Linked DNA regions of Mus musculus: regions 2, 3, 4, 5, 6 and 7 are each linked to region 1. Evidence: chromatin contacts called from public promoter capture Hi-C data. All regions are on one chromosome and are shown on one strand. Each heading gives the region's core, a stretch centred on a gene start, on an enhancer-like site or on the middle of the called end of the contact. The rest is flanking DNA. Distances are from core to core; before and after follow the strand shown. Region 1 holds the start of Tmem35b (transmembrane protein 35B). Region 2 holds the start of Sh3d21 (SH3 domain containing 21). Region 3 holds the start of Trappc3 (trafficking protein particle complex 3). Region 4 holds the start of Adprhl2 (ADP-ribosylhydrolase like 2). Region 5 holds the start of Ago3 (argonaute RISC catalytic subunit 3). Region 6 holds the start of Ago1 (argonaute RISC catalytic subunit 1). Region 7 holds the start of Ago4 (argonaute RISC catalytic subunit 4).

The links. Promoter capture Hi-C pulls out the DNA fragments that hold promoters and counts their contacts. Capture Hi-C pulls out chosen DNA fragments and counts their contacts.
Region 2: a contact with region 1 is called in a promoter capture Hi-C map of liver, with 2.7 times the contacts expected there. The contact joins the promoter of Sh3d21 here to the promoter of Tmem35b in region 1. A contact is called at or near these places in 3 of 39 promoter capture datasets (liver and pre-B cells).
Region 3: a contact with region 1 is called in a promoter capture Hi-C map of pre-B cells, with 3 times the contacts expected there. The contact joins the promoter of Trappc3 here to the promoter of Tmem35b in region 1. A contact is called at or near these places in 4 of 39 promoter capture datasets (the C10 cell line, liver and pre-B cells) and 1 of 115 datasets of contacts at active chromatin or transcription factors (bone marrow-derived macrophages).
Region 4: a contact with region 1 is called in a promoter capture Hi-C map of liver, with 5 times the contacts expected there. The contact joins the promoter of Adprhl2 here to the promoter of Tmem35b in region 1. A contact is called at or near these places in 5 of 39 promoter capture datasets (cranial neural crest, hippocampal neurons, liver and 1 more).
Region 5: a contact with region 1 is called in a promoter capture Hi-C map of adipose tissue, with 2.3 times the contacts expected there. The contact joins the promoter of Ago3 here to the promoter of Tmem35b in region 1. A contact is called at or near these places in 3 of 39 promoter capture datasets (the C10 cell line, hippocampal neurons and liver) and 1 of 9 other capture datasets (adipose tissue).
Region 6: a promoter capture Hi-C map of liver shows a contact between it and region 1, with 2.2 times the contacts expected there. The contact joins the promoter of Ago1 here to the promoter of Tmem35b in region 1. A contact is called at or near these places in 3 of 39 promoter capture datasets (the C10 cell line, liver and pre-B cells), 1 of 484 Hi-C or Micro-C datasets (embryonic stem cells), 2 of 115 datasets of contacts at active chromatin or transcription factors (embryonic stem cells and large pre-B cells) and 2 of 9 other capture datasets (adipose tissue and liver).
Region 7: a contact with region 1 is called in a promoter capture Hi-C map of hippocampal neurons, with 2.4 times the contacts expected there. The contact joins the promoter of Ago4 here to the promoter of Tmem35b in region 1. A contact is called at or near these places in 7 of 39 promoter capture datasets (the 3T3-L1 cell line, cranial neural crest, hippocampal neurons and 3 more).

Annotation. Positions count from the first base shown.
Region 1 is chr4:127,123,878-127,127,650 of GRCm38.p6, reverse strand. It overlaps Tmem35b (transmembrane protein 35B), which reads right to left and starts at 1,608. Exons shown (of 3, transcript NM_001099319.2): 1 at 1,458-1,608. The coding sequence starts at 1,562. It overlaps Zmym6 (zinc finger, MYM-type 6), which reads right to left. Exons shown (of 14, transcript NM_001285885.1): 14 at 3,277-3,773. The coding sequence ends at 3,474.
Region 2 is chr4:126,161,246-126,165,018 of GRCm38.p6, reverse strand. Sh3d21 (SH3 domain containing 21) reads left to right here and starts at 1,678. Exons shown (of 16, transcript NM_001162533.1): 1 at 1,678-1,794; 2 at 1,896-2,053; 3 at 2,154-2,217; 4 at 2,448-2,566; 5 at 2,753-2,843; 6 at 2,996-3,051; 7 at 3,239-3,284; 8 at 3,396-3,496; 9 at 3,598-3,684. The coding sequence starts at 1,791. It overlaps Thrap3 (thyroid hormone receptor associated protein 3), which reads left to right. Exons shown (of 12, transcript NM_001356455.1): 12 at 1-937.
Region 3 is chr4:126,260,691-126,264,463 of GRCm38.p6, reverse strand. Trappc3 (trafficking protein particle complex 3) reads right to left here and starts at 2,059. Exons shown (of 5, transcript NM_013718.2): 1 at 1,927-2,059. The coding sequence starts at 1,968.
Region 4 is chr4:126,319,845-126,323,617 of GRCm38.p6, reverse strand. It overlaps Adprhl2 (ADP-ribosylhydrolase like 2), which reads left to right and starts at 1,915. Exons shown (of 6, transcript NM_133883.2): 1 at 1,915-2,176. The coding sequence starts at 1,948. It overlaps Tekt2 (tektin 2), which reads left to right. Exons shown (of 11, transcript NM_001357262.1): 7 at 147-261; 8 at 391-498; 9 at 655-798; 10 at 967-1,046; 11 at 1,199-1,497. The coding sequence ends at 1,412.
Region 5 is chr4:126,427,879-126,431,651 of GRCm38.p6, reverse strand. It overlaps Ago3 (argonaute RISC catalytic subunit 3), which reads left to right and starts at 2,110. Exons shown (of 19, transcript NM_153402.2): 1 at 2,110-2,384. The coding sequence starts at 2,366.
Region 6 is chr4:126,466,595-126,470,367 of GRCm38.p6, reverse strand. Ago1 (argonaute RISC catalytic subunit 1) reads left to right here and starts at 1,785. Exons shown (of 19, transcript NM_153403.3): 1 at 1,785-1,971. The coding sequence starts at 1,947.
Region 7 is chr4:126,531,756-126,535,528 of GRCm38.p6, reverse strand. It overlaps Ago4 (argonaute RISC catalytic subunit 4), which reads left to right and starts at 2,071. Exons shown (of 18, transcript NM_153177.3): 1 at 2,071-2,344. The coding sequence starts at 2,326.

The DNA.
Region 1 (3,773 bases), core at 359-2,858:
GGAATTAGGAACAGACGTGCCCGTGTGAAAAAGGGCTTCAGGTGTAGTCGGTTTTATGTCCTAACCAGACCTCTCCATAGATGATAACCCAGCTCAAATCCCAGAAGAAGGGAGCAGGGCTTGGCTTTCCCATCTAGGGCCAGGGCCTAGGAAGGGCTACAGATTCTCTTTGTGCCAGGTCTAGTTTCTCTTCTCTCTGAATATCTGCAGGTGGGATGGATAGACTCCTTAGAGAATGACTGACACTTTCCATCTTCTATGCAGGTCCTGATTCTACTGTGGCAGACACAAGGAACAGCTGAGGGGGTGTAACACACCCTACTCAGACCCTTCCCTGGGCCTGCTCCACCCTCAGGACTGTTTCCTGTGGTCCAACAGCAGCCCTGCCTGTCCTACTCTGGCTTCCAAGGAGGGAGCTCCATACTGTCACCTACAGAGCTGCTCCAGAACCCCACAGCTGAATTGAAAGGGGGAAAAAAAGCACGGATTTTAAATTTACACTTTTATGCTGGGCTACAGTGACAGCTATCCTGGAGTGTATGTGGTCCAAGGGCCGCACATGAGACACACCTGCAGAGAGTTTAAGCTGTTTGGCTTTTACCATATCTATCCTAAAGAACCCACCATCTTAGGGAAGAAGAAAGAAGAAAAGAGGAGGAGGAGGGGAGGAGAGGAGGGGAAGAAGAAAGAGGAAAGGAAGAAGAAAAAAGGAGGAAGGGAGGAGAGGAGGAGGAGGAAAAGGAGAAGAAAATCGTAGTAGTACCCAGGCTTGGGAGGTGGCAACAGGGGTCTTCCACAGAGCCTGGCTTCTCTGAGGGTCTGGAAACTGCTGGTAGACCCTCTCGGGATAAGGAACTACAGTCAGTGACTTCTATGCTTCTGTCCCAGGCTGCGTGGGACACTGAGGAGTCTAGTTAGATTGGTCTACTTTGAGCCTTGCTTGAATAGCTGTGTAATGTTTTGGTAAATTACATTTTACCATCATGACTAGTTTCAAGCTTAAAAAAGATTTCTAAGGTAGGTAAGCCGTTAATCCCAGTAGTCTGGAGGTTGGGGTAGGTGGATCTCTGCAAGTTCGAGGCCAGCCACTACACTGAGTGAGCTCCGGGCCAGCCAGCCAGAGGGACACATTCAGAAGACCAGCTCAAACAAACAAACAAAAACCAAATAAAGTAAAATTCTGCCTCCCCAACCTGGAACAATGGGTTGGTGGATGTGGGGTGGAGAGGGGTGCTAGGTCACTTTTTCACTTTGTCTTCCTGGACCTCCTGAGTCCCATCACTTCTCCAACTCTAAATCGGCCTGGGGACAACATGCTCAGCCAGCAGTTAAGTCCCGTGCCCTCCCACCTGGAGAAGGTGTAGAAAATAGGAGGAAAGGCCCAGGCGGCCTCGAGCCCGAAGGCATGAAGCCCCCGGGAACCGAGCACACACTGTCCTTCCCCGGGTGCCGCTCACCATCTGTTGTGACACGGGGGCCGAGACCTGAAAGAGCTTGGCAGCCCCGGTGAGCGCGAAGAAGACGCCAAGCAGAACCCGCAACACGCCTACCCTGAACGACATAGCAGCGCCCGCCTTCCTGGACGACTCTTCCTCCCTACCGGAAGACTACAGTCGGTCCGGCCCGCCCACCCGGTTACGCCCAACTTTCAGCCCCGCCCACTGATGGCCACCTCCGCTAAGACCCGCCCACTGAGGCCTTTCCTTACAGGCTGTACTCATTGTGGAGGGTGCGGAGTATCGGGTGTGTGTCCACGCGATCTGGCCTTCAAACCCACCCGTGCTAGAGGAATCTGACACCACCCAACTCCCTGAGTGTCTCTGGGTCTGCAGCTGTATGGAAGTTGCACAATGGCCTTCAGAAAGTTACTAGAAAATCAGTGAACCCTACAATTAATGAGCAATAAAGCAGTAACTGTAAGTTTTTCTGGTCCACCTATGCCTAAAATACCTGCCCCTCCCATTGCTCAACCAAAAGAAAAATGAGAAAGATATTTAAAGAATCCCTTACTTGGTTGCACTGGCAAACAGAGGACCAATTTTTTCCGGTTGTCGAGTTTTTTAACACACACCCATAAGGAAAATAATAACATTCTAGAAATGATTAAGCAATGTTCAAGGAATTTTCACAACAATTGAAAATTATATAAAACTAACACCTCGGGGTACAAGGGTGAAAGTGTTGACCTGCATCCATTTGTATACCATCTATGGCTGAGCCACTGAATACTATCTGACCTTTCATGAAAGCTGGCTACTGCCACGCATGATGTGCCTGTAATTCCCCAACTAGTGAGGATAAGGCCTGAGGACTGCCCAGAGTTGAATGAACTTCACAGCAAGAACTAGGCTAGTGAGGACTATATCGCAAAGGCCAGTCTCAAAATAAAATAAAATAAAATAATTCCCAAGCCCTGGTCTATGGGTCCAAAAGAAGCCCTATGGTCTCAAACCCTCCCACTGTTCATGCTTACTGGCCACGTACTTGGATCTGCTTCCATCTACATAACTCTCGGAGGGCTGGCGATATGGCTGGTGACTAAAACTGCTCATGTTTTTAAAGTGCACATGCCTACTTGGTCATGCAGGAAGGTACTGGTTGCTGGCCTAACTTAACTCTGTTTTGTCACTTTTTTTCCCCTGAGTCACTTTCTCCTGTGATAGATAACCTTGGAAAGACAAAACTCACCCAAAAGCATAATGACAGTGAAGAAGCAAAGCCAGCTCCAAGCAGCAGCGAGTCTGGCAGAGCAGACCAGGCCTTAAATGGGGCAAATGCCACAGTGATGAGGCTAAAACCAAACTGCTCCCTAAAGTGGGAACCATTTGCAAAACTAGAACTGAAAGAACCATCAATCAGACGACTGTCCTTACCAAGAAGTCCGACTGTCAGGCGCCCAACCCTCCACTGTTCCCTTTTCCTGTGATATTTCAGAGTCCCAGTTAGTCCTTCAAACTAAGGTGGCATTGTGTCCCAGCAGTCAGGAAGCAGAGGTAGTCAGATCTCTGAGTTCTAAGCTAGCCTGGTTGACATGAGTTCCAGGATAGCTAGGGCTATACAGAGAGGCCCTGTCTCAAACAAAACAAAACAAAAACTGCTGAGGTGGGTGGGGTCAATGAATCACAATTTGTTCTTCCCAGCCCAGTCTTGCTCTGCCCTTCACTGCTCACCTCTAACTGGTGTACTGGGACAAGTGGGTTGGCCTGGTCTCTTGGGGAACTCCGTAAACAAGACATTTCCTCTTGAAACTTCAAGAACAATCACCAACATAAAGGCTACATTTTCTCCCTTGTGTTATTAAAATTACATATAATTATGCTCAGTTCCACAATTCTTAAATCCCTGTACAACAAAGGAAAAATATTAAAACATTTAATCACTGAAAATACAGATACATTAGCAAATTGTATTTTAGGATACTTATACAAAATTTAACACAAAATTATACACTCTGATGATAAGCAATACGGATACTACTCTTTCTCCTTTGCTAACTTTTCTATCCTTGGAACTAATGATGTGACTGCCAGTCTTAGGGTGGGACCGCAAGTCCGAAGGTCTCTCTGTTTGGATGCAGTCAAGGCTGAAAAGGTGGCATCGCACAGACAGGTGCTTGAGAAGGGCAGCAGCAGCTTCAATGCCTTTTCATGGAGCTTGGGATAACTTGTCTTTGCATTGACCCAAAACTGTGTGACAGACATTGACTTGTGAACTGACTGAAATCCCGTATCGGCAGATAACACGGCGAGTTTCTCTTCCTCGGAGTCAGTGAG
Region 2 (3,773 bases), core at 429-2,928, 960 kb after region 1:
GTTTTCAGTCTCTTCCTGTCCTGAGTTTTATTAAGAAATCCTTTTTTCTTTTTCTTCTTTTTAGGGGATATATAGTAATATTAGTGTAAAGATTTTAATTTGGGCAACTTTGACTCTTAAGAGAAAACAAAGCATGTGAATAAAAATTGAAGTGTTCACCTCAGTTTGGGACCAAACTGCTTGGATCTTGTACAAACCGGTTTTGTATGTTGAGGAGGAGTTTAAGGCCTTTCTGACCACCTCGTGTTCCCCTTTCTACACAGCCATGTATCCCGTGGAGTTGCTCCCAGCCTCCCCATGCACCCTGCTCTGTCTCATTTCTCCTGGGCTGGGCTTCCCATTCTCCACCAGCAGCTCCAGTGTCCCAACCTTTGTAGTCCTGCTGGTCTTCAGCAAGAGGAGTGGAAACTGGAGGGCAGTTTCTGGACGGTTTTCTAAGAAACTTCTGAATTCTATTATCTTTACAAATACAAGATGAGAAAATAATTTTTTCAATATTTTTTATTAATCTTTTTATAAAATGAAAAGAAACGCCTATGATTAAGGATGGTGGTTATGGCTGGGTGGTCTGTGGGGTTGTGTGTTTTTGGGTTTTTCCTTTTTTTTTTCTCTTTAACCTTACGTTTTGGGTTGAAACATTTTCAGATGTTGGGGGGCATCCTCATTAAAGGGTCCTTGTGCTTGCCTTCCGGGGCAGCGGTCCCCAGCAGGTGAACCGCTGCCTGCGCGCATCTGTTGGACGCCGACTGCACCCTCCTCCCTCCCCAGCCTTCGCTCTTGGGTTGTTGTGCATACTTCCCTTTACTTTGCTAATTTCAATAGTTATGTTGGTTTTACTTGAATGATTCATGTTTAGGGGAGAACAAAAAAACACCCTTAAATTTTTGTTTCAACTCCTCCTGCAAATAAAAACAATAAATGAAGTGGCAGATGTAAACGGACTGTGTTTGTTGCTTGTGTGAGTGACCCTGGGTTAATAGGTCCCATAGAATATACCATAGTTTTCGTCTCTGGGAAGAAGGACTTCTTGTTCTCAGTGGAGGCTGTGCATTCTGTGTTTTTGACTCCTCCAAGAACCAAACCTAGCTACCATGCCAGAAGTCAGGACTTTGGCTTCCTTGGTGCTGGGGCAGGGGTCAAGGCTGCAGTGAGCTGGCTCGGCCTTTATATGTTAACCCACAAGGAAGAGGTGAGCCTAGCCCAACTGGTAAACTGGGTGGACCCTAACCTTCAGACTCTTGCCAGCCCTTATTAAAAGTTGATTCTTGCTGCCTTTCCCCAAGGAGAATCTGCAGTAGTTATCAGAAATCCAACTAGGCCCCCAAGTGAGTCGAAGCTTCAGGGGGGGTTGAAGTTTGGAATATACCCGCCATAGCTTTTCAGAGACAGGAGCTAGTATCTCTATCTGGGGCCACTTTCCCAGGAATGGCCCCACCCTGGTATGTACCTCTTCCACCTTCCCCTGCAGCTAAGAACTTGCAAGCCAGAAGAGGGTGGGCCAGGAAATGTTATAAAAGACATAGAGTCTGGCCTAGGTTGGGAGACTTGGCTAAAGTAGAGCTCTTGGGGAAGCTGTTACCCCAGCCCTGGGCTGAGACCCTGGACTCCTCCTTCAAGAATTGGGGCCCAACCTGCTGAGCCAGGCCGCCCACTCCTACTACCTGGATCCTGACCTATGACTCGAGTCTCCGCCTCATCCACATCCAGTCTACCGCCTGGCGGCTTCGCCCGCCCTCCGAGCACCCAATGCCCAGCCTGACGGTCAGGCTGCGCAGGGAGCCCCAGAAGTCATGGGTATGTGTGTGGGGGTTCGGGGTGGGTTCTTCTAAACACTTTCCGAAGGGCAAAGTCCACGGACGTCCCCACAGCCTTTCTTAGCTCGCTTCCGCCCGTAGAGGTCCTGGTCCTGGCCAGATACCGAGCGCAGACGGAGGACGAGCTGAGTCTGGCTCCGGGGGACGTGATCCGGCAGGTGTGCGCGGGGCCCGCTCGGGGCTGGCTGCTTGGGGAGTTGCGGGGCCGCCGCGGTCGCTTCCCCAAGCGCCTGGTGCAGGTGAGGCCTGGTACGGGTATGGCTGCGCGGGGGAGCAGGAGCGGCCCTGGCCTCAGCCTCGGGCCTTGTGCCTAGTGCCGCCCCTATGTGATTTTCCCAGGAGATTCCGGAGGCCCTGCGGGGCGTCACCGAGTCCAGACCGCGCTTTCCGCGCCGTAGTCGCCGTGAGTCGGGCGCTGGGCCGGCGGGTGGGGCCTCACTGCCCGCGTGGAACATGACGGCTGTGGGTGGGGCACCCGCGGCTATTTTGCAGCCCCCTGATTGGCTTGAAGTACAATGCTCCGCTCGAGGGCGGGGCCTGAAGCTACTAAAGGGAGTTCTGGGGTCCAACTCTTCCCCAGTGCTGCAGACGGGGCTCCCTGCTCAGAGCTGCTTCCCTGCTTGTCTGGCCTAGGTCACCCCATCAACTCTCGGGACCCCCAAAGATGGTGCAGAGTGAACTTCAACTACAGCCCAGAGCAGGCAGACGAGCTGACGCTTCAAACTGGGGAGATTTTGGAAGTGATAAAGGAGGTGAGGGGTCCTGGGGGCACTTGGGGAGATGCTGCAGCTATTCACACAGAAGAAAGTGAAGTAAGGGTGGGGGCGATGGGAAGGGAGGCAGCTGGGGAGGATGTAGTCCTTGGGTAGAACCAAGGATGGACACCTCAGTTACTCTTGGACAGAACCAGATGCTCCCGCATCCTTCCCCTTCCCCAGATTGAGGACGGCTGGTGGCTGGGAGAGAAGAACGGGCAGTTGGGAGCCTTCCCATCCAACTTTGTGGAATTGCTGGACAGTGGGCCCCCAAGTGAGACCGTGACCCTGTGATCCCCTGGGACCAGACTCAGCAATCTTCAGCGATCTTCCCAGTGACCCTCCTGACCTCGTGACCCCTTTGGCCCCCTCCCTTGACCTAGCTAAATTAGCACCTCCCTAACACCATCGATTCTTCTTCTGCAGGCCTTGGAAATACAGACATACCGCCAATTACCCCAAATTCACAGAGGCCTCCTAAGGTAAATTGGGTCATGGTGGGCACAGCCAGCGAATTCTTTCCCCCCTGCCCCCAGAGCTGAGGATTGAACCCAGGGCCTTGGGCTTGCTAGGCAAGCGCTCTACCACTGAGCTAAATCTCCAACTCCCAGCGAATTCTTAAAATGGCTTGACACTTGTCTCATTCCCCCCTTTCTCTGCCCCCAATAGTTGAGCAACTTGACATATGACAGCCCTCCAGACTACCTGCGGACAGGTGAGCCCTCCCTCGGTACCAGATCTATGTGGGAGGTGAACTGGCTAGGTTGTTGGAGGGAGTCACTGGCTGCGGAGGGAAGGGCTACACACTAGAGTGACCTTCTTTTAGTCTCCTGCCCTGAGACCTGCAGGGTCCTATTTGACTACCAACCCGAGGCCCCAGATGAGCTGGCACTGCAGAAGGGGGACCTGGTGAAAGTTCTGAGAAAGGTATGAGAGGATTAGGAGTTACAGAAGAGTAAGGAGTGGGGCCCAGGCAAGAAGAACTTGAGCGATGCTCACCTCCCCCCACTGGCTTGTTTCCTAACCAGACAACTGAGGATAAGGGCTGGTGGGAAGGAGAATGCCAAGGCAGAAGAGGAGTTTTTCCTGACAACTTTGTCATCCCACCGCCCCCAGTGAGTATGGAGTCAGGTATGGGGAGGAGAAAGGAAAGGCAATTTAAAAAAAAAAAAAACCGGGAAACCGAGTATGGTGGTACATGCCT
Region 3 (3,773 bases), core at 810-3,309, 860 kb after region 1:
GATACAAAGACTAAGGAATAAGTGTCTGCTCCCATCACCAAGGAAACACCATCCATCCCCTTAAATTTAACACTCTTTCCTCTAGTCTTTGGTACCACAGCCCCCATTTTGTAGCTAAAGAAACTAATAATCACTTGAAAATGCCAAGGAACATGTGTATATTTTCTTCTAGATGACATTGTTTTCTAGCACAAAACTCTCAACTACTGTTATTTCTTCCAGAAATCTCCCCCATCGTGTGTATGTGTGTGTGTGCATGCTCGGTCCCCTAAAACTGATTCTTAACTTACCATCCCCAGAGTATGCTGAGGCCCACACAAATCCCTGGAAAATACAAACAAATGTGTGTATATGAAATGTGTGTATATGATGTCGGGTTTTTGCATTTTGTGTTTGCGGTGCTAGGATCCAACTCAGCTTTGATCACTGAGTTCGTGTTTGTGTAATTTAATATTTGTGTAGAGATGAATCATTGCTGTCATTGTGTCTTGAAAGTGGTCCGAGGGTTATAAAGAACCAGCCTAGGGACTTGGAGATTTAGGTCAGTGGTAGAGCGCTTGCCTAGCAAGCACAAGGCTCTGGGTTAGAGTCTCAGCTCTGGGGGTGGGGTGGGGTGGGGTGGGGAAGAACCAGCCTGGAATAACAGGGATTCCACCTGTGCTGGCTGTTCCTGGTATAAGACACAAAGTCTAATCATACTGAATCATACTGTCCAGAGTGGAGTACATAGGTTTCCAGATCTAGTCAGCAGGCAGGCAACCTCGGATTGGTCCCGCTGTTTTTTGAAGTCTGAATTCAGAGTATCCTGCATATGCATCCTACCACTGAGTTACCTCCCAAACCTGATGTGAGCCCCACACCCCACGTCCCCAACACTCTGTGTGTTAAAAATAGTTTCAAGTAGTAGCTTCAAGTAGCCTACGCTGGCCTCCATCTTATCTCGGGCTAAGGACAACCCTGAATTCCTGACCCTTTTTCTCTACCATCCGAGGGCTGGGATTACAGGCATGCATGAGCAAGCTTAGTTTACGTGGTGCTGGGAATTCAACTCAGGGCCTTGTGCATGCTAAGCAGACACTCTACCAACTGGAGCTACAGTTCCGCTCCCAGATGTTCAGTTTGAAACTCCAAAGCAAAGGCACAGCATGGGCAGTTCTGCAAAAGAATACACTAAAAACAAACAAACAAACAAACAAAAAACACTTGACAAGAAAGCCTCTTTCCTTGGGATTCGGAGAAAATTGATATCCACCTGACTCTCCAGACCCAGTCCAGCCCAGCCCAGCCTTTTGGGATTATATCCTGTCCCACTACTCCCAGGTTAGGGAAGGAACCACAGTTATCCTCTCAACCATTACAGGGGCCACTGAATACTTAGGCCGGCTCACTCCTTAATGTTAGATGGCAAGTCCCCTTCTGACAAGACCACTGTCTAAGTCTCACAATGCCTAAAGCATAGTGAAAAGCTGAAATATTCACTGTAGAAATGGAGGGGCATGGGTTTAAATCCTAACTCTTCCGAAGTGTAAATCTGGATGTCCCATAAACTTCACTGAGCTGTAAAACGCCATAACATTATCCACCTAGAAGAGGTTACCTTGTGATAATGACATAATGGAAGCAATAGCCTAGCACCAAACGCACAGTAAGAGATCAGTAAATGGTTGGTACTGTTATTGATTACCGTCGCTGTTGTTGGTTTAGCACTCGACCCCGAGAGACCTGGGTGTAGCGGGCGGAGGGGCAACTCAGGGGTCCCCCCAAGCTGCCCCAGCGCCGGACGCCTAGGGAATGACCCACACTGGGACTTCCCCATCCCACAGCTCACAGCAGGACTCATTTGACAATCACTTGGAGCGCCAGCACCAGGCCCCTTCCCAGGAAGCTTCGATTCCGCCCGGCCCGCCGGGTCACGCGCTCAGTTACCATTTTCTTGCTCTCCGTGCCACGGTTCGCCTGCCTCGACATGGTGCCCACCGTTCAGTGCCGCCTCACCTCACCTCCTCACAACCCAGATCCCAGACCCCGGGAGTCGCCGATTCAACCCAGCCGCGGCCCCTCAGCGTCTAGGACTGACCGGCCCCTCCTCACTGCGCCTGCGCGGTGTGGCGCAGAGGACCCCGGGACTTGTGGTTCGGCTGACCAAAGTCAGACTACAGCATCCGGCAGTTCTACCCGGAAGTCCCACCCGTGATTCAGCTCGAGCTGCAGCTCCGGAATGCTACCAGCGCCCGGGTGGCTGCACCATTATGGCCGCTAGGTGGCATCCGCACCTTGTGGTAGTCCTACATTGTCCACAGAGTGTCCTTATTTTCCTCCCCCACGACTGGCACTGTGATGTTCTGCAAATTCTTCTCTCTCCCAGACTGGTCTTGGAAAGTCCCTATTTCGAACTGTTTTCTGTTGCTGCAGATCAGCTCCAGAAGCGCCCAGGATGTCCTGAAAAACTAGCGATGGCTCACACAGAGGTCTAAAGTTCATTATAAAAAGTTTGCATGACCACATATTCTATGTCAGGATAGTTAACGGCTTTCTCTTTCAACTGCCATCTGTTCCCAAACCCCAAACACAGCCAAGCCCTGCATCCTTACACTTGTGGCCTTTTTAACAAATCCAAATCACTTACCGTCCCTTCTCTAGAACAGCTACCCTGCCTAGTTCCCAGAAAAACCAAGATGCCGGCTGTGGTGGCACTCAGTGCCGAGTTCTAATCCCAGGCTTGCCATCTGAGGCCAGATGCTGAAGTTCTTTCAGTTGCTGTAAATATTAATGAGACATGAGCACAGATCGTGGGCACAGAAAAGGCACAGAGGAAATGTGATTCCCTTCGAGCTACACTATCAAGACAGTCCAACAGATCCAAACACAGCCCAACAATCGTTGAGGAATGTGCTAGCTGACCAAACCCTTCTTACCCTTCACAGAGGCAAAGCCCTGTCATCACTGACCACAGCCCTTTGGATTTGGCTCCGGCCGTCTCTCCTTAGTGGTCAGCCCTGTGGGCACTGTGCTTGGAATTCAGGTCTCCTCGCTTCAGCCTGCTTGTCTGTCTCTGCAGCAACTATATACTGTTGTGTACCACCCGGCCTTCACCATGACAACTGCTCTGTCCAGATACTGAGCCAGCTAGGCTAGGAGAAGGCTGGAGGGGGGCAAGGGTTTCTCCCAGTCTTTCCCTGAGGTTATAGGACCAATCATTATTATAGCCTTCTCCCTGTAGTACAGACATTCCGGGGCCTCCCTAGAGGCAGAGATCCCTGACTCTCCATCCTGTGGCACGACCTCAGGAGGCTGCATGAGGGTCTCTAGAAGGGAGCAGAAGAAGAAGACAGAAGTCTGTAGCCTTGGGAGAGTAGCAGTGAGGCTAGTCCAGAGCCTCCTTCATTCCCAGGAGAGGGGACAGCTGAGGTGAAAACAGCAGTTGGCCAGCCTGTCAGTCGGTCTGGGCTCCTCCCTGCCGGCTGCCTTGGCTGCCCACAGAAACCTGAGTCACAGTCACAGGCAGCCGCCTGACCCCACCCAGCCTGCTGTCAGGCAGGGCGGTTCTGGACAGACTGGAGGTGGAGCCTCTCCTTGACTTCTCACGGACTCATTATCCCCCCTCTCTGCCTCTGATTCCCGAACTTGGCCCTGCCTTTTCTTTGGGACAGTTCTCCGAGTCATCAGTTTTGAATTAAGGGTGGGGGCGGGGCACATGTATTGATCTGTAAGGTCTCATCCTTGCTCAGACTGCAACCTGAAAACTCCTTGGGGTGGCTGTCAGGGATCAGGAG
Region 4 (3,773 bases), core at 666-3,165, 800 kb after region 1:
GTCCTTTCTGTGTGCCTTGTGTGTCCCTGTGACCTCCATTGTTTCCTTGTGTGTCCCTAGGACCCCATTGTTTCCTTGTGTGTCCCTGTGACCCCATCGTTTCCTTGTGTGCCCCAGTGACCCCCATTGTTTGCTTGCCTCCACAGCTCCACCACACTGCAGCAGTGGGATGAATTTACTCGATTCAACAAGAACCGGGCAGAGGCCGAAATGAAAGCGTCCATAGAGTTGAGGGAAGCCATTGCCCTAGCTATTGCTCAGGTGACTAAGCCCAACTCACCTCTGTCTTTCTTTCCACACTGACCACATGTTAGCCCTTCCCTGACTTCAAACAGCAATCTCACAAGGCCATGACACCCTCTTCTGGCCTGGCTCACCCTCCTCATGCAGACCAACAATGAACTGGACGCTCAGAGGGTTGCAACAGAATTCACCTTCAGGAAGCGGCTTCGGGAAATGGAGAGTTTTTACAGTGAGCTCAAGTGGCAAGAGAAAAATGTGAGTGTCACCACCACCCCCTTACCCTCCCCCAACCCCACCACCCTGCCTTTCCCACCATGCTGTGAGGCAGGGCATAAGGAACCCTGCCCTGAAGCTTCAGTTGGGAGCCCTAGTGTGAGTCTTGCCGGTGGAGAACAGTAATGTCTGCCACAGACCTTAGAAGAGATAGCCGAGCTGCAGGGAGACATTCGGCGCCTGGAGGAGGACCTGCGTAGAAAGATGATGAACTTGAAGCTTGCACATACCCGGCTGGAGTCCAGAACCTACCGGTCCAATGTGGAGCTCTGCCGGGACCAGGTACAAGGGGCCCCGGTGGGGACCACCCCTGTCTGCTAAGGAGACCTCAGTATTACCCCTCTTCGCACGTTTCTTGTGGAACAAGCATTCTGGTCCAAGGCAGTTATGCGACCAGCTGAAGGGTCTTGCGGCTGAACTGAAAACCCCATCCTGCCCCTCTGTCTTCAGACACAGTATGGCCTCATTGATGAAGTCCACCAGTTAGAGGCAACCATCAATACCATGAAGCAGAAGCTGGCCCAAACACAGTAGGTTTAGAGAGTGGGCAGGAATAGTGGGGGGCACTGCTCAACCATGGGGCCGTAGTGCCTGCTGGTCTCTCTGGGCTTTATGCTGGTGAGATGTCCTGGCCCCTGCAGCCTGATGTAGGGCTCTGAGCTCCCGATGCTTTGCGTTACAGGAACGCTTTGGATGCCCTGTTCAAGCACCTGGCCCGGATACAGGCTGATATCGCGTGCAAGACCAACACCCTGCTCTTGGACACCAAGTGTATGGACACCCGACGCAAGCTGACGGTGCCGGCTGAGAAATTTGTGCCCCAGGTGGACACCTTCACGCGCACGACAAACCGCACACTGAGTCCACTCAAAATCTGCCAGCTGGAGCTAACCTAGGCTTTGGCGGCTGAGGGAAGACACAAGATTGGTGGGAGGGGGGAGTAGTGAGGGGACAGTAAAATAATAAAAATGGAGTTCTCAAGCCAGGCTCTTTTCTGCTACCCCATGAGAGTGGCTGACCGAGTGAGACAGTCCACTTGAGCGATGGAGTCGCCTAGACTTCATAGGGGTCGAGTCCAAAGCGACTCCAGAAGGAATACGGGTGTAAAGATACAGGTGATCGCCCGCGGGCAGCAGTGGCTTTGAGTGGGCAACATTCTTGTTCAGGTGCTTTTCAAAGGGTCCTCCGCGGGATTTTAGGGAGCTGTCGGCCGCATTTGTGGTGCCATTTACAAATGAGAAGGTAGGGAGCGCCAAAGCGAAGCGTGCGAGTACTTATGGGGCGCTGAGACTCCCAGCCGTTGAGTGGCGCTGTGGGGTAGGACGTAGGCTGAGACTCCGGGCCACAAGGGGGCGCTGTGGGGCCGCGGGGAAGAGACGACCAAAGAGGCGGCAGCATCGATGCCGGAAGTGGCGACTAGTCCGCGCGCGGATGGCGGTGGCTGCGGCGGCAGCAGCTACAGCGATGTCGGCGGCGGGGGGCGGCGGGGCAAGTGCGGCCCGCTCCATCTCGCGCTTCCGAGGTTGCCTGGCGGGCGCGCTGCTGGGAGATTGCGTGGGCGCTGTCTACGAGGCACACGATACCGTCAGCCTGGCATCAGTCCTGAGTCACGTCGAGAGCCTGGAGCCGGACCCGGGCACGCCGGGCAGCGCGCGGACAGGTGGGCGGGGCACCACCGATCGGGTCCCCACCCCTGGGCGAGGGGACCGAGACTCGGGGGCGCGCGCGCAGACTAGGCTGCCGAGGTGGAGGCTCCTGCGGCGAGCTCCCACGAAGTCACGAGGCTGAAGGCCCCTGGATCGAATCGGTTTGCTCCAGCTCTCCGTGGTTGTAGGTCTCCAGCCATGACCACATTCAGAGCGCAGGCCTCGCCTAAAACCTTGGCTAGAGCCAGTTCCCGCGTGGCCAGTTCCGTCGTGACCAGCTTTCTCAAACTGCTGGCCCGATGTGGGCGTCGGCGAGGGCTGTCCCTAGCCTGTTAAGACATGTCCCTTCCTTTCGCTTGCAAACGCAGCTTGTCCTCAGATTCCAGGTCAGATGTCAGTAGAAGACTTGGTTCTTCTTGAAGAGCATGTAACATAGTAGAAGGGGGCCGTCGTCAGAACCCCAGAGGACTCCACGAGTTAAGAGGCATTTAGAGGTAGGGGAAGGAGCGAGGAAGGACGGGGTGTGCCGAGAAGTAGGAAGGATGGTAACAAAACCAGAGGAAAGAATTTCAAGACTAGGACACTGGTGTGTTACAGAAAAGTCAGGGTAGTCTGGACCCAGAAAACCATGTCGAGTTGGTCGAGAACATGGAAAACGGGTGTTAAAGGAAGCAGAGATAAGACAAATTTTATTTCATTATGGTTTGGTAAGATGGAAAAAAAAAAGGTGTGTTTTAGGTTGAGTGGTAGTTGGGACCCTGTGGCTGCAGGAAACACATTTTAAGAGGGTCTGAGTGGAAAGAACTGACAGAGTCCAAAGGAAGTTCTGGCCTCCAGCAGTGCTAAGTCCAGGAGTTCAACTCCTAACTAGCTTGCTTGGTTCCTCTTGGCCTTGAGTTTCCCTTTGGGGGGAGCTCACTTTGGCAGTCTCCTTTTCCTACAGTATGGTCCCAGTAACACTGCAGAAGAGGTTCTCCTTGGGGCTGGAGAGATGGCTCTGCAGTTAAGAGCACTAACTGCTCTTCTAGAGGTCCTGAGTTCAAATCCCAGCAACCACATGGTGGCTCACAACCACCTGCAGTGGGATCTGATGCCCTTTTGGGGGTGTCTGAAGACAGCTACAGTGTACTTACATATAACAAATAAATAAATCTTTAAAAAAAGAGAGAGAGAACGAGAGAGATTCTCCTTTGCTCCAACTCTACGAACATTGCAACTTGAGTCTGGAGCCCAGTCCTACATAAGGGACTGGCAATAAGAGATGGATGCCTTCAAGTTGCCGTCTAACTAGGCAGGAGGTCAGTCCTCCAGCTAGGACTAAAGAAGAACGGCTCCCTCAGGAAGACCAGGGCACAGAGCAAAAGGAGGGAGGACACACAGTGCCCCCTCACTCACAGACATGTGCTGAGCATATAGAGAGAAGGGCAAAGAGCAACACCTGACCCCAGTGAGCGAGGGTGACCTTTACCTATGACCAGGCTGGCAAAGACTAGGAATGTGTTTACAGCTATGAACGTGGGACACAGGGGCCACCTGAGAAGAGGGGAAATGGAGTTTGAACAACAAGGAGGGAGTGGACTGGCTATCTGAAGGATCCGGGAGGCACTCATT
Region 5 (3,773 bases), core at 861-3,360, 700 kb after region 1:
AAGTTAAATTTACTGTCTTTCTAACTTTTCTAGTTCATGCTTTTTTTAGTCGTATTTAAAGAAAATTTGCATTGTCTGGCTGAGGTGGCTGCTGGGATGCTCAGTGCACAGTGTTCACTGCTTCCTCTGCACCTGAGACTTTGTACTGTTTTATAGATCTTCCTTCTGAGAACCATCGATGCCATCAGGCATAAGCCACAGTTTTATCCTACTTCTTGAGCCCTATCCTTGAAAACAATCCAGCCAGCCAGCCAGCAAATAGTTAATGTGCTCTTACAGGACAGCAACAAGCATTGCTCTGGTACTGAAGGTGTGGCAGTTAACAAGATACACAAAACTTTATGTCCCCAAGATTAGGCTCATTTGGAAATCAGTTACCCCAAACAGTATTTGGCCAGGGGAAAGTCTCATACAACTTTTCATCGGCAAGAATCTCCTAGACCTTTTTGCCTCCCTACTTTAAATTTTAATTCATGAGTTTTTCATGTGGGTTTACCCTAAAACAGTAAAAGCAAAAGTAGATAGGAACCCATCACAGATATTTGTTGGATTTCACTGACTCTAAGGACGCAAATCTTCCTTCAGTGTTAAAAAAGGCAGCACCTTCGAAAAGATGAATCAGTGGTTATGATCACTGGCTGTTCTTCCAGAGAACCTAAGTGCTTCCCAGCACCCAGGATGGCTCACAACTGTTTGAACAGTTCTCAGGAATCTGCCACCCTCTTCTTGCCTCCAAGACACCAGAAGTGCAGAGACCAGACACCACCACACACATTTGAAAACAAATAAAAGCATGCTGTTTGTCACCACACCATGTTTTTCTGGAAGCTAGTTGAGCTTGCATTCATTCAAAGAACTAGTTCCAGAATCAAGAGATTGGGGGTAGGATAGGTCCTTCCACAAGTCTGAGATTTAGTTCTTATGGCTTAGGTCAATATGGATTGTATATAATCAGAGCTTGAACATGACTTTTAAGATGTGCTCATTCATCTGAGGATGTGATATTTTAAAAGTGATAAGAGTATTTCTTTTCAGTCAACAGGAAGAGAGGCAGAATTGGTGTGCTAGATGTGGCTTGGAGTCACTTCCATGTATTAAATGTTTATTATGTAGTCAGCATATTTATTAAGTACCTCAAAATTGTAACTATTGTAAATATTTTTGTTACTAACATTTGGGAGGTTTTTGTTTTTTGTTTTCCTTTCAGTTTTTCTGATGAGGAAACTAAAGTCCAAAGATAAAGTGACTAATCCAAAAACCCAAAACGGGGAGGGAAGGGATCGTGAAAATAAAATCTTTCTCAATTCTCTTTTTTAAAAAAGAAATATATGTCAAAACATTACTGGTTCATTGGGACACGGGGAAAAATACTGAATCATTGCTAAGCTTGCATGAAGTATCTGGTTTCACGAAGCCAAGTATTTTTAAAAGACGGACTATTTGCCGGATAATGAGCTGGGTCTAGTCTCCCAAAGGTTCCAAGTCAGCAGAAAAGCACCAGACTGGATCGGATCGGGGAAACTGGAGGCTGACCAATTTAGCTGTAAAAGTCTCGAGTCCCAAGGAAGAGAAGGTTTAGCAGGTGTTTAAACACCGGAAGGTCGTTTAGGTTCCTCAACGTATTGGGAGACTGTTTAAACATAAACGTAATTCCATCTGGTATACATGGAACATCCCGTTTCTTGTTCATCCGTTTAAAAACTATATTGAACTTGTGGTCACCGCCTAGTGCACGTGCTCCAAGCGGGTGTGGCAGACGGAGCTGGGAGGGAGGATGCCCTTGGCTGGTCACCCGCCACTCTCAGGTAGGATGTACCTCAGGTAAGCTCCGCGGGCAGGCAGCGATGTCGCCTCAAGCAGCGGTCCTCACCCGGGAGGCTGGCACGGGGAAAGCTGGCCTCTCGCTCGGGATTGTCGCCGTCAGGCACAGCGGGTGCAGGGCGACCGCCCATCCGCGGCTCCGCCCCAGCCAGGCACCGGCTCACCCGCCCACAGATCCCCAGACCTTGTTGCTCCCGCAAGGCTCTGGCTCCAGGCGAGCTGCCGACCCGGAGGGAGAGCGGGGCGGGATCCGGAGAGCGGAAGTGACGCGAGCGGGCTTCCGGGGGCGACCGGGAAAAGCGAGCGGCTGCGGCGGCGGGGCGGCTGGCGGGTCGGGAAGCTGCACGCGTCAGCATCTGTGGGCGACGCAAGTTCCGGACCTGGTTCCAGCGTCCTCACTCAGGACTGTCGCCGCTCTTACCTCGCTGCAGGCTGTCTGTCTCTCCCGACTGTGCCTCTTGTGCCCGGAGCTTTCCGAGGGCGTCCGCTCCTCGCCTCTGTGGTGGCACCCTTCTCTCGTGAAGCACTCCCCCCAGCTCCATGAATGGAAATCGGCTCCGCAGGTGAGGCGAGCTGCGGGACAGGGCAGGTGGGGTCGTTACCCCGATGTTGTCCCCTGAGCATCCTTGTTCCTTCCACTTCAGGTGCTGTCAGCGCACATAGTGAGGGAGTTGCGGGCTTTCAGGCCCGATGCGGGTGTCCTCTCCACAGCCCAGGGACCTACACTCTTGGGGTCATTGAGTTGGCGAAACTACAAGGAGGGCTTAAGTTTGGAGTTCTGTAGGTGATGACATCCCCCTAGAGTGCTTTCCCCTGAGAATGGAGAGAAGTTTGCCCTTGCTTTTGGAATTCTTGTTGGAAATATAAAGGGCGCGCTTGTCCTTTAACCGGGTCGTGTGTCCCATGGATGCAGAACAAGTCAGGCATAACCCTTATCTACCTATTAGTGTAGTTTGAGGATACTCTGAGATAATCAATGATTACGTTTCTAATTGGTGCTCGGGCGACGTCAGATGCAAGATGGCATTGCTCCCACCCCTGGTTCTCAGTGTCTGAGTGTGTAGTTTCTGAGGAGCTCGGAGATGTCCTGTCGCTCTGGACCACTGCTTACTAGAAGGCAGAGCTTCAGGATGCTGACACTATTTCCCCTCTATTTTCTATTCCCTGCACAGGAAATCTGGAATTTAGGATTTGTCTCTTGAGGAAAAAAAAAAAAAAAAAAAAAAGAGGTCTTGAGAAAGGAAGCCGGCCTGGATAGTGCTTGTCTTTAAAAAGGAAAAAGTAGTCAGCGATTCTAAAGTAGTTGATAGAGTAACATGAAATAGGTGTTACATAACGGCCTGCTGGCCCAGCAGTCACCCTGTTCTCCAGTTTGAAAGTTCTCTCCATCCACAAGATCAGTAATATATTGTTTTCATATATTTGGGGGATTGCCTTGTTATTATGTCCTAGCAAGTCACTGAATTTCATATCTCATCTTGCCAATTTGAAAGGTCCCCAAATATAAGAGAAAAAAAAAAACCCAAAACTAAAACTAGCAACATAGAAGGCCTTCAAATCAGTTCAGGGCATAATTGTCGAAGGGATACAAAAAGGCATTTCCTTTATTATGTGGAATTTCTTTCTACTCAGTGTCTACCATTTTTTCCCTTTCTATGTTCCATTTTTTTTCTCATATTTTCTTAACAGTGAAATATGTCTAGGCTGTGAAGTTTTGGACTCTTATTATCAATATGTGTGTTTCCAGACTGTATTTTCTATGCTTTAAAAGTTTACATTCTGTCTGTACTGCTTTTACTTTATAAGATAATCTGATTATTTCCAGCTCTCTGATTTTTACATAGCTACCCTGTTGCCAAGCCTGGAAAACTAAATATGACATTTAAGGTTGTGTTAATCATCTACCTAAAACTTTTGAAGAGCTTTCCCCCAAATTGAGTATTTTCCCTATT
Region 6 (3,773 bases), core at 536-3,035, 660 kb after region 1:
ACAGAGTTCTGCCTGCCTCTGCCTTATCAGTGCTGGGATAAAGGCCTGCGCTACCCCACCCACCTGAGACATACATCCTTTTACTCAGCATAAGGCCTATGACTCACTCCGAAGGCAACTCACAAGCTGAAAGGAAGCTAGGCATACTAAAATGAATGTCTTTAAGTTCATCTCACTAGTAAGGTGTGAACATCATCCATCTCCTAAACTCCTTCTCCTTTGTATAGCATCTGATGTAAGGTGAACATTGAAAATACATAGAAGCTGGGAGTGGTGGTGGCCAGCTTTCATTCCAGCACCTGGGAGGCAGAAGAAACTGAATACTGTGATTTGAAGGCTAACCTGATCTATATAACAAGTCTCAGGCCAGCCAAGAGCACATAGTGAGACCCTGTCTCAAAAAAATGTGTGTGTGTGTGTGTGTGTGCGTGCGTTTGTGTGTGTGTGTGTGTGTGTGTGTGTGTGTAAGTTACGTTTGAGCTGGGTCTCTCTGTAATTACCCCATCAGTGCAGCAGACCAAATGAGAAGGTTATGTGAGACGATCAAGGAATTAGCTGTGGTGCTTCTGGCAAGGTAAGAAAAGGGTACCCACACTAGAGACTATGAGAATGACAGGGAATGCTTTGAGAGCACTTCATAAGGTAAGCATGTCAAGACACAGTTGAATATAGCAAATAGACAAGGGAGACAGGAGCTGATATTTTTGGCATGGAGATGCAGTTCACTGAGACAGGACAAATATATGTATTTTGTAGGGGAAAAAGAAAGGGTTAGGTTTGGACTTAAGTTTGAATTGTTAGATCCAGCTGGAGCTGTCCAGCAGACAGTAGGAAATATGAAGCTGCAACATGGTAACGTATAGATATTTGGGCATTAAAAGTGGATGAAGCTGTGAAGAGGCAAGGGGAGAGTAGAATATAAAATTCAGGTCACTACAGTGAACAAAACAAGAGGAGCCACTGAAGAAAGCTCTTCAGGACAGACATTAGGAGACTTAAGAAAATGTGAAAGCCAAGGAAAGTCTTTTTTTTTTTTAATTTTTAAGAAGAGATATAGTTTCAGATGCTGCAGGGAAATAATAGGAAATTAGCCTTTGGGGTTTGACACAAAACGTCATTAAGAGATTTGGTAGGAGCAAACGTTCTGCAGACGAAAAAGTGGAGGCAGGTGCTTCCTGCAGATAGAGAGCTCTGTCAGTGTCAAAACTGTTACACCGGCCAGAATAGGCAAGGTTTCTAACACATTTGTGGTCTCAGCGCCAGGCACGCAGCCTGGAAGGGTGGGTGGCATTAATGAGATCAGCGACTAGGGACACAGAAAGACTGACTTAGCAGAGGCAGTCAAGACTTAAGGGTGAGGGTGATTGGGAGAGGTGGGAGGCAGGGCCTTTGAGTGATTGGGTGTTGGAGGGGGAGAGGGTCGGGGAATGGGTGGGAGCCAGGCTCTGTGTTGATAGCGGGGCTGTGGATAGGTTTCCAGAGATCTGTTTAGGGAAAAGACAGGGCCCCAGGCTGCAGCCGGGGAAGGGGTGTCGCCCAGCCCCTCCCCTCTTACGCCACTGCGCGGCTCCGCCACTGGAGCCCTCCCGCCAGGCTGCACGGCTACGAGTGGCCGCCAGAGGCCGCTGCACGGTCCCCGCGCCCCCGCCCCTCTCCATTGGCCTTTGTTGCCGTCGAGCGCCCCGCTTGACTCGTTCCCGTCCGCCCCATGGGCCCATCGGTCGCGCCTGCGCACTGGCAGCTACTCGGGCGCTAGCAGGGGGAGCTGCTGCAGGCTCCGCGGCGGCGGCAACGGAGGCTGCGGGGGCGACAGCGCGAGCGGCCGGGCTTCGGGGGGGAGCCGAGCCCGGCCCGGGAGCCCGAGCAGTGCAAGTGCGAGGTACCTAGGCCCCTCACGCTGGACTCCTCAGTCTCCCGGCCGCCTGTCCTCCGCACGGGTATATGGGATGGAAGCGGGACCCTCGGGAGCAGGTAAGGGCCCTCGGGGACTGGGAGCAGTGTGTATTCCAAAGCCCTATAGGCTCTCGCGGCATAGAGCATGGTTGCAGAGTGAGGAGAGGGGCTCTCAGGGGATGGGGGGCCCATTTTGAAGGGGGTTGTATGCAGTTCCGGCTGAGAACCATGTGAAGATCTGAGACCCGGGCTGTTTGTCCTAGGAAGCAGTATACTGTCCCGAGGGTGAGAAGTAACCTGGGAGAAGGGCCTGAATGCACGGTGTCCTTCCGTGAGGTCTGGGGAGGCCTATGGGGAGGCCCGGCAGGTGGCAGGGGGGCGGGCTCCAGGTGTCCTGGAGAGGAGGGGGGCGACACAGATGGGCCTGGAACTACCGCCTGTCGGGGGGCGGGGGCTCGGCCGTGCTGGGCTGGGCTAAGCTAATGTCTCTGGGGAGTAGGCGCCGGGGCTGGCCTCTGAGCTCCGCCCAGCTGGGCCTGAAGCGGGGGTGAGGGTCAGGGGGCGGTGGGTGGGGATTTAGACCAGGGATTTCCCCCCTTAGATTGGGGACTTGAGTGGTGGCGCGGGAGCATGCGCGGAGGTACCAGCCTGAAGGGCTGCCCTATGTGGTGGGGGCGTGGCTGTTGGAGTATCCCTCCTGTGCCCCTGGGTTTAGGAGGAGTGTGCAGTCTCGCAGATTCTGTTTGCGTAGTACAAATGGGAATTGCCTTCTGTCTTGGGGGAAGGGTGGGGGGCGGTCTCTGACACTTGGTCCTTAAACCCCGGAGTAGCAGTTTGTCAAAGAAAGGGTCGAGGTCAACTGCCAGAGTGCATTTTCTGCTGCATGAGGATGGACGGGGACCAAAGCCTTGCTTTATGAGCTACTTCTCTCAGAAGATAGGCCTTAGGAAAGTGTTGGTCACTGAGAAACTAGGCCCACATGTTTTTCAAGTTTCTAGACCACTCCTGAGAAGAGATGGGAGCTTTTAATCTGAAGATAGTGCCCTCCTTTTCCATGAATTGACTCTATATCACAATATAATCTCTCTATATACCTGTGCCTCCTGTTTCCTAGTGGATCTTTTCCCACGTCAGGAGCATGTCATTAGACTCAAAGCTGCCAAGCTTGTCTGCCTGATAGAAACAAGTTGTTAGGCAGACACACTGGTGGCGCACGCCTTTAATCCCAGCGCTGGGGAGGCAGAGGCAGGCAGATGAATGAATTCAAGGTCAGCCTTGTCTACAGAGCGAGTCCCAGGACAGTGTCTCCAAAAAACAAACAAACAAACAAACAAAAACAACAACAACAAAAAGAAAACCAAAGAGGGGAGAGAAGAGGGAGAGAGAGAAGAAAAAAGAAGCAAGATGTTGGGGGTGGGGCAGCATTGACCTGATAATAGCTCTAACTTACTTTTCCTATTTAGAGGATACACACACACACACACACAAGGAGGAACTGATCTGTAATGTGTACTGATTGTATTTTCCCAAACACAGATAGCCTTGTTAGGTAGAGTGTAAATCCTTATTTTCTAGGTTGGAAACTACTACCAACAAACCCGGGGACTATAGAGTAGGACCCACGTCCAGACAGACTGACGAAAGCTTATGTCCTGAATTGCTAATGGTTTTATCCTGACGAGTGTCTGATGGGTTCTGGGGTGATGAAGAAAGGGGGCTTGTTTGTTACAGGACAGAAGGAAGCTGCCAGGTGAAGGGCTGGAGAACTGGAGTCAGCTGGATCATTGGGAAAATGCTAGTGGCGTCATCAAAAGACGGAATTAAAATTCAGGCTGGGAACTCTGATGGAGGGACCCCATAGCTGTTTCCTTCTGGGGCTG
Region 7 (3,773 bases), core at 822-3,321, 590 kb after region 1:
CACTCTTCCGACTTCCATGTGTACTACATTCACACGCACAAACCCACAGTCAAACCCATACACATCCCCATAATTGAAAAAAAAAAACAAAAACAAAACTTTAAAAAAAAACCAACAAACTGTGAGCTTCATCCTGGGCATGGTGATGCATACATGTCTGTAACTCGGCCCTTGAGAATCCATGGCAGAAGGATCAGCAGTCATCCTTAGTCACACAGCAAGTTCTAGACCAGCCTGGGGCATGTGAGACCCTGTCTCAAAACAGCAATAACAAAATCCAAACCAAAACAAATCCCTTGAGCTTCTTTCTAGACAGTGGTTTTTCTTTTCCTTTTAGTTATACACCAGTTTTTCTTTTCTTTTCTTTTCTTTTCTTTTCTTTTCTTTTCTTTTCTTTCTTTCTTTCTTCCTTCCTTTCTTTCTCTCTCTCTCTCTCTTTCTTTCTTTCTTTCTTTCTCTGTGTGTGTGTGTATGTATGTGTGTGGATTTGTATGTGTGTGTGCATACATGTGTATGTGTATGTGCAGGTATGTGATGTGTGTGTGGTGTATGCATGTGCATGTGTAAGTGTGTGGTGTGTATTTATGTGTGTATGTGGTATGTATATATCTGTGTGTGTATCTGTGTGTGTATGTATGTGTATGTACTGTATGTGTGTGTATGTACAGTGAGCTCCAGTGATCTGCCTGTCTTTGTCTCCTCTGTCTCACTCTGCAGTCCTGGCTGTCCTAGAAGTCACTACATAAGTAAACCGAATTGGCTCTGAACTGCCTCAGTCTCCCTAGTGCTGAGATTAAAGGCTACACTGGGCTGGAGTCTCTTAAAACATGGATTGCCTTAAATTCTTTGGTAGCAAAGGCTGGCCTTGAACTCTCCAACTTCCTACTCAGGCTGTCAATGTTATAAAGTACCTTTACCCACTGAGCCATCTTCCTTATAAGAAAAAGAAGTTGGGGGCTGTAGAGATGGCTTTAGTGGTTAAGGGTACCTCATACTCTTGCAGAGGCCCCAGGTTTGATTCTCAGCCCCTACACAGCTTACATTATCTGTAATCCTGTTTCGAGGGGATTCGATTTGGTCTTCTGGTCTCCGGAGGCACCAGGCACAAACACATGCATGCAGGCAAAAAATACTCATACACATAAATTAATTAAAACCAACCAAACAAAAAGGAGCGGTTTGAATAGAAGTTACCATGGGAAGACCGTGTGATAGCACAAGAAGATAGATTTCTACAACCGAAGGAGAAAAATCACACCCCCTGCCCCAACTCGCCTTGATTTTATTAGACTGTCGGTGTGCAAAACTGAGAGAAAACGCATTTCTATTGCACTAAGCTGAGGTACCCAATGGTGGGCCCCAGCAAACTAGAATGAGAGTGTTGTGCCTTTTTAACTAATAGACTGCCGTTGCCCGTTTAGTTGACCAGACAGCCTATGGTCCTGTCTTAACTGGAAGTCCTGAATGGAAACTTTAAGGACACTTGACTCGCTGAGCTACCTGCTGCCTTGGTGACATGTTGACCAGTCTTGGGACCCAGAACAGAACCTGCTTTCCCTGCACAGGGAAGGAAGGTGACTGGATATGTGGTGTCCGGGGTGAGGGTGGGGGTGGAGTAGGAGGAATGACTGAAGGTGACTGAAGGACCGATTGTGCCTGAAGTGTCCAGGGGTCATCTCTGGTGGTGGTGGAGCGATGGAGGACAGGTTCCTAAGGTGAGTCTCAGGACGAAGTGGAGGGCTGCTGCCTGTGGGTCATCAAGGACTGGAATCCAGCTCTTTCGATGGCGACTTGGAGGAAGGTTGCCAGAATGGGGACCGGCGGAGCGGCGTGCGGGACCGCAGGCGAGCGGGCCCGCTGGTGGAAGGGCGGGCGGGCGCGCGCCTGACGCGTCCTCTGGGCTCGGCCCCCCGGGCGCGCGCCCGTCCCTGCCGCACCCCGCCCCCTGCCTCGGTCAGGCTCGCTGGACCCCGCGCGTGCGGGGCCGCGCACGCCCCCTTCGCTAGCCGGGACCCGGGACCGCAGGCGCCTGGCGCCCCCGCCCCGCCCGGCGGGCGCGCGCCGCCTCCCGCTCCCGTTCCAGCTGGCGGCGGCGGCGGCAGCGGCCGGGATTGTTTTTGTTGTCGCTGAGGCCGGAAGAGCCGTGACAGAGTCGGGTCCCTGTCCCCGGACTGGGCGCCGCCGCCGCCCCCTGCCCGCCCCCGGCCCGCGTCTTCGCGGCGCCGCTTCAGCGCCAATATTCCAGAGAGCAAGCGTTACGCGGCTCCGGCGGGGCCCGGAGCGGGAGGCGCTGGGGACCGGAGCGAGGCGGCCCCCGTCGCCGCCATGGAGGCGCTGGGACCCGGTGAGGAGCGCGCTCGGACCAGGGTCAGACCTGGGGCTCGGGAGGGCAGACAGACCGGCGGAAGGGACTGTCGCTGCCCGACCGCCGCTCGCGGACCCGGCTGCCGGCTGCCAGGCCCCGGGAAGGAAGGGGTCCCATGCCCTCGTCCCTGGGGGGCGGGGACCACGCCCCAGCTGAAGACTCTAGGTCTATTCGGGACCCGTCTAAGGGAGGGAGGCTCAAGAGGTGACCCGAGTTCCCCGGGGTAGGGCAGACCTGTTCGGACCTTAGATCTCTGTCCACGGTCGCCGCGAGGCTAGTTGGGGCCTCAAATGGGACCGTGTGTCTGGGGCACGCCGAGGCCCGGCCCAAACCTGGAAGGCCTTCTACCTTCTGTCAAGGGTTTTCTTGGTGTGGGGCAGAATCCCTGTTTTCTTTTGCACTGGCATCTGGTTCCTCAGATGAGGAGGAGAGACCCACTCACTCATGTCCCTGAAAGCCAAAGGGAGAAATGTCCGTTCTTTTTCCAAAACTCTGAAGTTTGGTATCTGTCAGTTTGTCAGTCCCAGAGTGCTCTGGAATGACAATCCAATACTCTCCAGCAAGGGCATCAATGCCCTGCCTTCCCTTTTAATTGGGTTATCAGAGGCTGTTAAAATCAAACGAAAAAGTGTTTTTGAAACTGTGATTCTTTGCTGGTTATGGGTGGCCCCTGGTTCTCTCGCTCTCTGCTCCAACCCAAGGAAGCTTTCCAAACTCTCACGAATACTCTTCGTTTGGAGCCTTGTGCTCCTGTCTCAAGCCCTACAACAGGTTGCTAATGGCTTGGCTAAGTAGGGCAAGGTTTAGGGGCAGTGATGGAATTAGTTTTCATATTCAAACCTTGTCTACATAGTAGACTTAGTTGTATGTTTTTAAAATTCATAGAAAATTAGGTTTATTGTTTGCATTTGGAAATTTTGCAGGTTTGTTAACTTGGAACATATTTACATAACTGAGCGATTAAATCCTATCTTTATTTGCTGCTTAAGGTTTTCTTAAAAAGCCCACATAGTCAAATGTCATAAGCCTTCAAAAAATAAATCGGCTTAGCTGGGCATGGTGGCATATGCTCATAATGCAAACAGTTCTGGGGTGGAGGCAGGGAGCTCCAGAGTTCAAGGCCAGTCTCAGTTACAAAGTGAGTTTGAGGTAGGCCTGGGCTACTTGAGACCCTGATTATAAAATAAACAAACAGGTTTGAGCCTGCTGTAGTGGTGCATACTTATAATCTCAGCATTTGGAAGGCTGAGGAGGAGTAAGAGTTTGAAGATAGTTTGGACTACATAGACTGTTTCTAAAGGGAAAAAACCACATTGGTTTGTTACAGATTGTCAAATATATTGTTATATATATTTGATAAACCTCAGCATATTATGCTGTTATTTCAGACATGTTCCTATAGATAAAG